Regions from separate parts of the Mus musculus genome. Here region 2 is linked to region 1. The links are chromatin contacts, called in public Hi-C maps. All regions are on one chromosome and are shown on one strand. The core of a region is the stretch at or near the end of the contact, and the rest is flanking DNA. Distances in the headings are between cores, read along the strand shown.

What was found. A called contact is a pair of places that touch in the nucleus more often than the background predicts.
Region 2: a Hi-C map of muscle stem cells shows a contact between it and region 1, with 2.6 times the contacts expected there. The contact joins two enhancer-like sites. A contact is called at or near these places in 6 of 484 Hi-C or Micro-C datasets (cerebral cortex, cortical neurons, embryonic stem cells and 2 more).

The regions. Positions count from the first base shown.
Region 1 is chr10:90,429,644-90,435,046 of GRCm38.p6, forward strand. The region is part of intron 12 of Anks1b (ankyrin repeat and sterile alpha motif domain containing 1B); the gene reads left to right. Among named protein-coding and RNA genes, the nearest start is that of Anks1b, 560 kb to the left of the region's middle. Within about 2 kb of position 3,063, at least 41 of the 459 cell types and tissues checked have an H3K27ac peak or open chromatin away from gene starts, as enhancers often do. A contact at or near this core is called in muscle stem cells, where this site is marked.
Region 2 is chr10:90,596,577-90,601,979 of GRCm38.p6, forward strand. The region is part of intron 15 of Anks1b (ankyrin repeat and sterile alpha motif domain containing 1B); the gene reads left to right. Among named protein-coding and RNA genes, the nearest start is that of Apaf1, 480 kb to the right of the region's middle. Within about 2 kb of position 3,330, at least 9 of the 459 cell types and tissues checked have an H3K27ac peak or open chromatin away from gene starts, as enhancers often do. A contact at or near this core is called in muscle stem cells, where this site is marked.

The DNA.
Region 1 (5,403 bases), core at 1,813-4,312:
AAAAGTTAAAAAAAAATAAGCCGACTTCAATTTCTTATAGAGGTAAAAAATAGGTAGTTATTTCATAAATCAACAATACTATTATCTTTATTCCAACAGTAAAGTCCATCTGAGGCAAATATATGGATATTGAGAGTTCATGCTTTTTTTCCTAAGGTATAATATTTTGGTAGTACATATTTTCTGGATATGAAAATCTGAATTTGTTTCTTATGTATTTTACATAGATGTACACATACATTCCTCAGTCCTTGTTCTGTTCCATTCAAAAGTGCTGGAGAGATAAACACTATTGATCAGATATGACTTCCATGTAGGTATTGTGTGGGCAGCTTCTATTATGAGTGAGTACCTTAACAAAAATAAAAAGCTTGGATAACAATAGGTTTCCCTAAATGTGAAGATTGCAGCATGGTTGCTTCCCTTTACTCCCTAGGCCTTTTGAATCTTGAATTAGAAAGAATACAGTCAGACAATACCAGAAGGCAAATGATCACATGGTGCAAATTGATGTACAGGAAACACATAATACAGAGCTACTTCCTATTTTATCAAGATACATTTTTTTTCCTTTAGAGGAGAAAATAACCACCTTTTTTTGAGTTCTGTATTTTGGAAGTCAAGCCAAGCATGATGCTTGACCCAGAATTATAAATATTCTGCAATGTATAACTGAAACACTTGGAAAAGCTTTCTAAAGAAATTCTGGAAATGTCACCTGAAATGGAGTTTCATAGCTTCAAATCACATAACAGCTAGCCTGGCATCAGTTGAGGTAGGTGTGACTCAGTGGTAGTGATACCCATCATAATGAGAAATAGAAGCAGGGCTTCAATGTCCCTATGCCACCAAGAAGTCGGTATTTCTAATAAAGGCAATGCATGAGGGTAGAAGTGGGTAAGGGTGAGAAAGGGGAGGTTGCTATCTTGGAGGTTAATGAAGACAAACAATAATGATAGCATGCTTCCCTAGACAAATAATTAAGGTGGGAAAGCAACCAAAAGAGGGGACTAAAGGCCAGCTCTATCATGAGGTTCCTATTTGAGTTTTGAGTGTCCATCTACCATTGAGAGAGGGACCTACAGTTAGGGCAGCAGGAAGATTTTTTTCCTTGGTGACCCACGGACCTTAGGAGTGTCTTCCCCGGTGTGATTTGTGCCAAAGTGGGGCTATATTAGGATGTGAAAATAGAAGCATTTATAAAGATCTGATTTGTGTATAAAATTGCGCCACCCTGAAATGAGTAATGAAACTGTGCTTATAATTATGCACCTGCTCCTCGAATATAGCCCTTAATTTCTATTCTTGGAGTCATCAGGTTCTATTACCCCCTTGCCTAAATGATTGCAGTAACCTTCTAACTGGCCACCTGCCTTCGGTCTCTTCTCAGTCAAACGCTTCCTCTTGCTCCCCACTGCCTACTAAGCATGCAACATGACAGCCAGCATCCTCTGTGATCTGTATCCAAAGCTGCATTTCTAGACACCATTGCTTCCTTCCATGTGCTTGAGACTTCAGCCAAATTGGCTAATCACCGTTCCCCAAACATCCTCCAGTGTGGTGTTTCTAAAATGCAGACAGGATCTGGTTATTGCCCTACTTAAAACTCGTCCCAACTTCCTTTTATTGCTCCATAGGAATCATCCTGAAGTCCTTGGTCTACAAACCCTCTGCGCCTCGCTCCTGCAAAGTTCTTCCTCCTTATCTCCGACCACCAGACCCCAGTCCACTGCCCTCAAAACCTAAACCCAGCCATCTGGATCTACTTTAAATTATCTGGACAGGTCAACCCATTTCTTGCCCTTGGGGTTTAGTTAAAGCTTTCCTGCTATGTTATATTTTAGTCTACTCACAAGGCCCCATGTTCAACACAATAGAAAAAGTTTCCTTTTTAAGTGCAAGGAAATCGGCTGCACAGAAACCTCCCCAGCTCAGGAAACCCTGCTCAACCTTCTTACATACATCCACCACTCATTCCTCATGCTACCTCAGTGCCAAGTACATGTTTTTGACATCGAAGCTATCTTTTTAAAAATTAACCATTTCCTAAGATGCCCGTGATGTCCTTCGGGACTGGGACAATGTTTATATAACTCTATGAGGTTAGCAGTTCACACAGTACAGAGTACAGTCCAAAACCTCCTTCGGTCCCAAGGCCTGTGAATTAATTGCTTACTATGCTAAATGGATATTTGCAGAGAGGATAAAACATGACAGGTACTCCTAATCTATATGCCATTGCTGTGAAATGCTAAGGTAATTCCTCTCTCTCTGTCTCTCTCTCTTCCTCTCTCTCTGTCTGTCTGTCTGTCTCTGTCTCTCTCTCTCAAAAGGAGCACTGTGTATATTGTAAAGCGATACTTCTCAAACTTTAATGTGCCCTAGAGTCGTACACGTGTCTTGGGAAACCAGTGCCACTTCAGTACGTCTGAGTCGAAACAGTGATTCTGCATCTCTGACAAGCTCCTCAGAGATGTCACGGTATTCATTTGGCAGAGGCCACTGTGGAGGAGGATTTCATGTGGGAGGTTCAGAGATGGATGACACGGGGGACAGAACTCACTGGAAGGGTAGGGCTGCTTACTGGTTTCTGCTGAGGTTGCCAGGCACATACCCATGCAGGCTTTAATTGAGGCTGTGCTAGAGCGAGTTGTCTTTACTGCTTTTTATTACTCTTTAAATGAGGCCCCTAGTGCCAAGCTTTTCCCCTGCTCACTCCCCCAGCGTGATTCAGCCTGTGTGATTTTCTCTGTAGAAGAGCTCCCCAGATGCCGTTTTTTTTTTTTTTTTTTTTTAAACTGACCTGAAGCTGAGTTCTCCTGTCTGCTTCCCATAAATTTAAACCATCTCTGTCTTCATTATCGAAGCCCTGGAAATCCAATCTTTCCCGTCTTCAGAATCCTCCCCCAGCTGCCTAAATTGTTTCGCCTCCATTTTCATCCCAGACAGCTTTTCTCTTCCCGGCGAGCACCCCAGCTTCACCTCTGCCAAGGCTGGTACCCAAGCAGCCGCTGCTGTGATTGATATGTGCAGCTCTCATTCGGAAAGCTGCACTGTGCTCCCTACCCGCTTTCAGAGCAACCTGAAACAGGCTGGAGTTTTGAACTGCAGGGTGGCCCAGGAGAACACAAGGGCTCCGTACTGTTGACTGATCAAATGTCATGAACGAAAGGCAAATGTAGGAGAGATGCTGGAGATTTGACCGCAGCTGTAAGAGCCTGCGGATGCTGGCAATATGATGCTGCCAATGCTTTGCTAGTGTCAGTTTATAATTAGAGATGCCATATGAAGGGGGAATTTTGACATTTACTGCTACTAGTTTACTTTTTCAGTGATATCTAGCTCCGTATTACAGTTCTGTCTCTCTTCTGGAAAAGTTGAGTAAATCTAGAGGTGTCATAATCAATCAAGAAAGTCATAAGAGCATATCATGTCTAAAACGCATATTTATGAACACATACAGATATATATTCTATAAAGCATATAGATTGTTAGTACTCATTTAATTGTATTTAAAATTTTATAAAATTAAGGTGTAAAATATAGTTTAGAAGGTTAAGTGGCCATAGTTTGTTTGTTTGTTTGTTTGTTTGGTCCACCAGTGTTCAATGAACCTACATATATATTTTAAACACCAAATAATGAACTTATTGAAGTCTCTTAATTGATACTTGCATGTTCTCTCAAACTGTATGTAAGTTGAGTCCCTAAATATCAAATATCTGACATGCTGTTTAAAATACAAACCTGTTTGATTAGTTTGACACTGATGGAATTAAAATTAGCTCCATTTTCCTATTGGTTATAGGTTGGCATATTCTTTAGTAGTTGAGTTTGGAGCTTATAATCATTTTGGAAGAGGTTTTGGTTTGAATCAGCTCCTTGAAGCAGGGAAGATCAAGCAACTTTGTATATGAATGCTGGAAACTTCTAAACATAATTTGCTCACATTTTCAAGCCCAGATATATCAGTACAAGCAATGTATCTTTAACATCTGCAGAACACCTGCATCCATTAAATGCTCCCCCTTTCAACCCAATCTTTCTCAAGCAGGGATAGGCAATCACAGAAGAAAAAAGTCTTGGAAGGAATTACAACCCTCAATGTAGAAAACAATCATGAGTTGTAGGATTTTAGAGTTGGAATAAACTGTAATTCAACACACCACTAGAGTGAAATATAATAATTATTCTCAAACACCACATGCGCGTACGTGCGTGCGCACGCGCACACACACACACACACAAATACACACATTCTTTCTCTTTCCTTTGGCCTTTTCTAGGGACTCCCTCTGTTCACATGTTCAGCTGTTTCAAGTTGCCCCACAAGTAGCTGATCTCCTGCTCATCTTTCGTTTGTTCCTCTGGGTTTTATTTCAGATAAATTAATAGGGTAGGACTGTTGTTTGGTTGCCTAGTGACCTCTTTATGTGACAGAATTTGCCCTTGTCATTGCTCCATATATTTTTCATCTCACACTGAATTCTGACCTATGTTTCTTTGATTGAGCCTTTTTGTTTATGTCCCTCTGGCTGTACCATCAAGGACAGAGGTCTAATGCATGCTTGGCTTGTTTTCTGACGTCCCCCCTATTATCTGTAAGTTCTGAGCAGTTTGTCTTATTTTCTTATCCTGTGTCCTGTCTCACGTACCCAGCTTGTTTTCATGCCTGGTAGTTTCGGATCAGATGTCAGACATTGTATGTTTTCACCTTATTTGAACCTGTGTAACCTATAAAATAGTCTTGAGAGGTTTTTCTTGAGCGCAGTTGAGTTACTTGGGAACATGGTAGTTTTTAAATCATGTTAGGCCAGAGGACAGCAATGGTAACATCAGAGCAGAATTTTTACCCCCTGCTAATGAGGTGAGGTCCTTCTGTGTGCGCTCCCTGATTAGGAACAGCAGTATTCTTTACCCCATGTAAGCACTGGGCAGCCTATTAATCCCTACTCACTGTTTCAGGTGATTTATTCCTTAGAATGGAGAATACGAATGATCATTGTTCAAATGAATCCTCAGAGAACCTTCTGTGAATGTGGGGGTGGGGGCACATATAGTGAACTTTTATTGAATTCCTTGAAAATTTTATTCATGTATATAAGGCATTCTGGAACTCCCCACTTCTGTTAGTTCCTTGTCCATACATGTCCTTTCCTTCCTGGTCCTATTTTATTGGTTTCTCTTCAGTTTAACCACTGAGTTTAATCAGTGATGTATGTGTGACCAGTGAGTTTCAACTTATCCTTTGGAATCTGGCTGGCTCCCCTGTAGGAACACAAATGAAGACCATGACTGCCTTTCTCTCAGAATACAGCAATAGCCTATAGTTTACCAAGGTATGGTATGGTTCTGTGAGTCTCTCTCTGATCCATGATTGACTGATGATGGGCCCAGTCCTGT
Region 2 (5,403 bases), core at 2,080-4,579, 170 kb after region 1:
CTGTCTCTGTGTGTGTGTGTGTGTGTGTGTGTGTGTGAGTGAGTGTGTGTGTGTGTGTGTGTGTGTGTGTGTGTGTGTATATGGTATGAGTGCATGCACATCTTTCCTTCTTTCTCTCTGTCTCTCTGCCTCTCAATTCAAGAGAGATGGGGAGAGCAGCCCAGAGCAGCTGCAACTCTCCGGTGGCTGAACAGAAGGAGGCTGAGTGGGCGGCCCCTGTGGTGATGGAGCCTGGTTCCCAGGCTGCTCATAATCTGTCCTTAATTCGCCACTGAGGAAGTTAACTTTATGTAGCTAAGAAAAAGGAAGGACTCAGGGGAGCCATCATCACAGAAAATAAATATGTTCCCATTACAAATGAAGTAACAGGATAATTTACAGTCTCCAAAGATGAGAAGACTGTGAGACATGGCCTGTTTCTAATAAAAAGTTTAAGCTAAAGACTACGGTAAAAAAAAAAAGGGGGGGGGGGGGACTAGGCAGGGCAGAAGAGTTTGTTTAGCTTAACAAACTAGGAGCTGCAGACTGTCACTTAATAGCGAAGAGAAAGACTTGAGTGTCTGCTATTGCAGGTAGTGTGGAGCCAGAGGGAGGACATGGCTAAAAGCTAGTACCAAATTGTTACATTGTTACCACTTGTGACTGTAACAACTGGTAATAGTCACAACTGGCAGGGAAAAAAAAATTTACCTCAGCAAGAAGACAAAAAGCTCAACCTTAGGGACCCATGAAGTCCCACACAATATCCCCAATCATTCCAAACAGGAGTTTGTTGACCACTTATTATGTGTTAGAGATGGCGCTACCCCAGATGGTTGAAAGCACGCTATGAAAGCAAGGATGATGAGCGGTGAATGGTCATTGCTATTGCATAGGAAGAGACAAATCATCACTAACAACAGAATTAAGCATTGTCAGCACAGGTGTACCTCAAATGCAGGAAGGGGTACTCCAAAGGTCTGGCTTTACAAACTGCAGCAATAAAGTCTCTGGCCAGTCACTTAAGTGTGCGTTGAAAGTGTTCCAACAGACATGAAGACCATGGTAGATCATTCAGAAGACGCGCCTATTAAGGCAGGCTCTATGTGTGACGGGAATGGGTGGGGCTCGGGAAGTAAAGTTAGAAAGATAATTTTGGACTAGCACCTCAAGTGCTCTCTTAGAAGGTTTGGCTAATTCTATAAAAAACGCTGGGAGTAGCAGAACAGCGGGAGAAGATCTTTCACACTAATATTCTGGCGTTGGGGGATGGGTGGGAGTGGAGGACTGTGAGCAAGAGAGGCCTTTGGTAATGGAGAGCCTTGCCAGCTGTGGGGACAGACAAGAGGAGGAAATCAAAAATCAGAGATAGATAAAACATGGTGATATTTGTCTGTGAGAGTAAGACAAAGGGAAGTATCAAGGATGGGTAAGACTTAACAGCCTAAGCAAGGAAAAATTCCTTTTTACAGAAATATTCATGTTGCCGACTAATCTGGAGTCACATGCTACTTCTTTAAGAGCTACAGAGGGGGAAGAAATCAATTAAATTTTACTCTACCATCCTCCCTAGCAAATGCTTCCTAAATATAAAATGTATCGTCTTCATGTTCCATAAAGCGAAATCATATGTCAAGATAAAAGTGCAGCAAGTCACTAAGTATTATTTTTAAAGTTACCAAGCTCATGACAAGCATCAGTGTGCCTTGATGTTCCCTTAAAGCCATTGCACTGTAGCAAATGGCAGAGACCATAGAAGTGGACATTGGAATCCCAAAATCAAGGACACAGGATGACCATGTCCCTCTCAAATTCACCGTAAATAGAATTTCAGAGTCAGTAGGGAATCCGCCCATTACTTGTGGCTTATTCACATAATAGATGTGGGAATAAAGGCTAGAAGAGCTGTCATCCTGTTATTCTTCAGCACTGATAATTTTAACAGTTTCACATCTTTTTTTATTTTTGATGTACTTATCCTTTAAAAATTTCGGTGTAATGCAGGACAGCTTTTCTTTGCTGGGAGATAAACAGCCAGGGCAGCAGTGTATATGAAAGTCTTCCCTAAGTAACCAGGTGTCCCCATCTCCCTTTCCCAGAGTCGTTTACATATTTACATTTACATCCCATATGCAGAGTCATTTATAAATCTTACTCTGCTTTGTCAGTCCTGGAAGAATGACAGCAAGGTCGTCCAGGATAGGCACAGAAGTATCTTCCTGGCTTCTCCACCCCTGTCTTGGTTCTGAACTTGAGCATAATTCCAACAGTCCATAGCTGGCTCGCTGACTCTGAACCTCAGACCTGAGCCTTAGCCTACTCTAAAGATCAAGCCAAAACTGATAAGGTGTGTGTCTGCGGCTGCTCATCAAATAATTCCTGCAGCTCCCCTGTCCTGCTGTGCTACCCCAGTTCTGTTTAATTGGCAGGTCCTGAATCCTGTCCCAACCTCAGTCTCTCCCTACCCTCCACAGGGCATCACACACAACCTATTACTTTTTAAAGCATTTTTTAATTGAAAAAGTCTTTTTCAAACAATGGATTTTGACCACATTTTCCCCCAATTCCTCGTAGATTCTTCCTTTCCACTCACCCAACTTTATAGTCAAAAAAAAAAAAAAAACCAACCAAACAAAAACAAACATAACCAAACAAAACTAAAATAATCAAGACCAGTTTTTTTTTAATGCCCAAGCAAAGTAAATTAAGACAAGAAGTTTTCAAAAATACCATTGAGTTGGTTTTGTGTTGACCAACTACTCTTGGGCATTGGGCCAACCTCAAGGTGTGGTTGCTATAACCAGGGAGACTCCATTGGAGAAAACTGATTTTTTTTTTCCTTTGCCAGTAGCTATCAATGGCAGATAGCTTCTTGGTTAGGGGTAGGAGCCTTCTCTCTGTCCTAGGACCCCCTTCTGGTTTTAACCTGTGCATGTGTATGCTGCCACAGTCTCTGAGTTCACAGAACACCTTACTTTTTAACCAGAGTTTTAACCAATGGTTCGCTTTGGCTAGATGACTGTGGCCTGATATCTATTGTCAGACTTAGGACCTTCTGACTGCAGGATTGAGGACAGCCTGGCCCGGAACCCCTAGACTGTGTGGGAGGGAGCATGAACCTCATGCACACTTGAGTACTTCTTTATCTTGGAGGGATGCTTCCTGCTGAAGTAGCTGCTTTAACTGTGCCCTGCTTTTGCTCTATGCCTCTTGAGCGGCAATTTACCTCAAAGCATAGCGCCTTCCATCACTATTGCGTTTCTATCTGTTCCTCCGTACTTGTTTCACCCCAGTAGGAGGGAGGCCCACTTTCCTGGCCCTAAAATGGTCCCATCTGTCTCATCCTGCTGCAGCAGCTGATCGTGCCCAGAAGAATTGGACATGGCGTGTTCTGCTCTTTAGCTCTCTCCATGCTCCAAGTCAGAGTGGCCCCGTTCCCTGGGATGGTCTATTTTTGATGTTTCAGTCACCTTTCCTTGAACCTATCGAAACTTGCTACTACCAAATTCTGCTTCTCCGAGGTCTCAGAACCTTTCCAGTCTCCTTGGATTCTGTCTCTATACACGGTTTCCCTCCACGGTGGCAGGATTGGATTACTTCCACCCAACAGACTGGAAAATTTCTCATAATGCCAGACCATGGGCTGGTGTTGAATAGCTGAGAACCGGGTCAGAAAATCAAGTGCTGGGGATTTATTTCAACTGACTTGAGAGGAATGTACAGATGAGCAAGCCAGTTTCTGTTTAATGACTGGAATTCCTGGAGCCATTCAAACAGGTTCAGATTAGCTGTCAGTGTGACTAAGGTCTCCACCTCAATTCTACATGGGCATAACTGCATCCCAACAGGAAGTAATGAGAACTCAAATGAACGCTTCCTTCTGCACTGCCTGGAAGTCTGACTCAGAGTCTTGGGCAACTCATTCGTGGTCCTGTGTCCTAATTTCACCAACCATGAAGCCCAAACAGACACTAAGGATACTGTGTCTTTCTATGGCCAGACGCATGCTATTTATAGAATATTAGACTTTGAAGTAGACATTTTTGCAATCATTGCAGTATGTAGATTCTAATTAGTCCCAAGAGAGAGGGAAGAATTATGCACATTCGATTGATGAAAAAACTGATACCGAGAAGTTAAGTGACGAGGATGAGGCCATTCCGCCAGCCCGTTGAAGGACTGAGAGTTTCTATATAAATGCTGCTCACTTTCAGTTTTCAACAGATGGTTCACTCATAGAAGCTTTTACGGTGGTCTTTTTGTCTTATTGACAGTGTCTTTTGCCTTGCAGAAACTTTGGAGTTTTATTAGGTCCCATTTGTCAATTCTCGATCTTACAGCACAAGCCATTGCTGTTCTGTTCAGGAATTTTTCCCCTGTGCCCATATCTTCAAGGCTTTTCCCCACTTTCTCCTCTATAAGTTTCAGTGTCTCTGGTTTTATGTGGAGTTCCTTGATCCACTTAGATTTGACCTTCCAACGGAATGGGAAAGGATCTTTACCTATCCTAAATCAGATAGGGGACTAATATCCAACATATATAAAGAACTCAAGAAGGTGGACCTCAGAAAATCAAATAACCCCCTTAAAAAATGGGGCTCAGAACTGAACAAAGAATTCTCACCTGAGGAATACCGAATGGCAGAGAAGCACCTGAAAAAATGTTCAACATCTTTAATCATCAGGGAAATGCAAATCAAAACAACCCTGAGATTCCACCTCACACCAGTGAGAATGGCTAAGATCAAAAATTCAGGTGACAGCAGATGCTGGCGTGGATGTGGAGAAAGAGGAACACTCCTCCATTGTTGGTGGGATTGCAGGCTTGTACAACCACTCTGGAAATCAGTCTGGCGGTTCCTCAGAAAATTGGACATAGTACTACCGGAGGATCCAGCAATACCTCTCCTGGGCATATATCCAGAAGAAGCCCCAACTGGTAAGAAGGACACATGCTCCACTATGTTCATAGCAGCCTTATTTATAATAGCCAGAAACTGGAAAGAACCCAGATGCCCCTCAACAGAGGAATGGATACAGAAAATGTGGTACATCTACACAATGGAGTACTACTCAGCTATTAAAAAGAATGAATTTATGAAATTCCTAGCCAAATGGATGGACCTGGAGAGCATCATCCTGAGTGAGGTAACACATTCACAAAGGAATTCACACAATATGTACTCACTGATAAGTGGATATTAGCCCAAAACCTAGGATACCCACGATATAAGATACAATTTCCTAAACACATGAAACCCACGAAAAATGAAGACTGAAGTGTGGACACTATGCCCCCTCCTTAGAAGTGGGAAAAAAAACACCCATGGAAGGAGTTACAGAAACAAAGTTTGGAGCCGACATGAAAGGATGGACCATATAGAGACTGCCATATACAGGGATCCACCCCATAATCAGCATCCA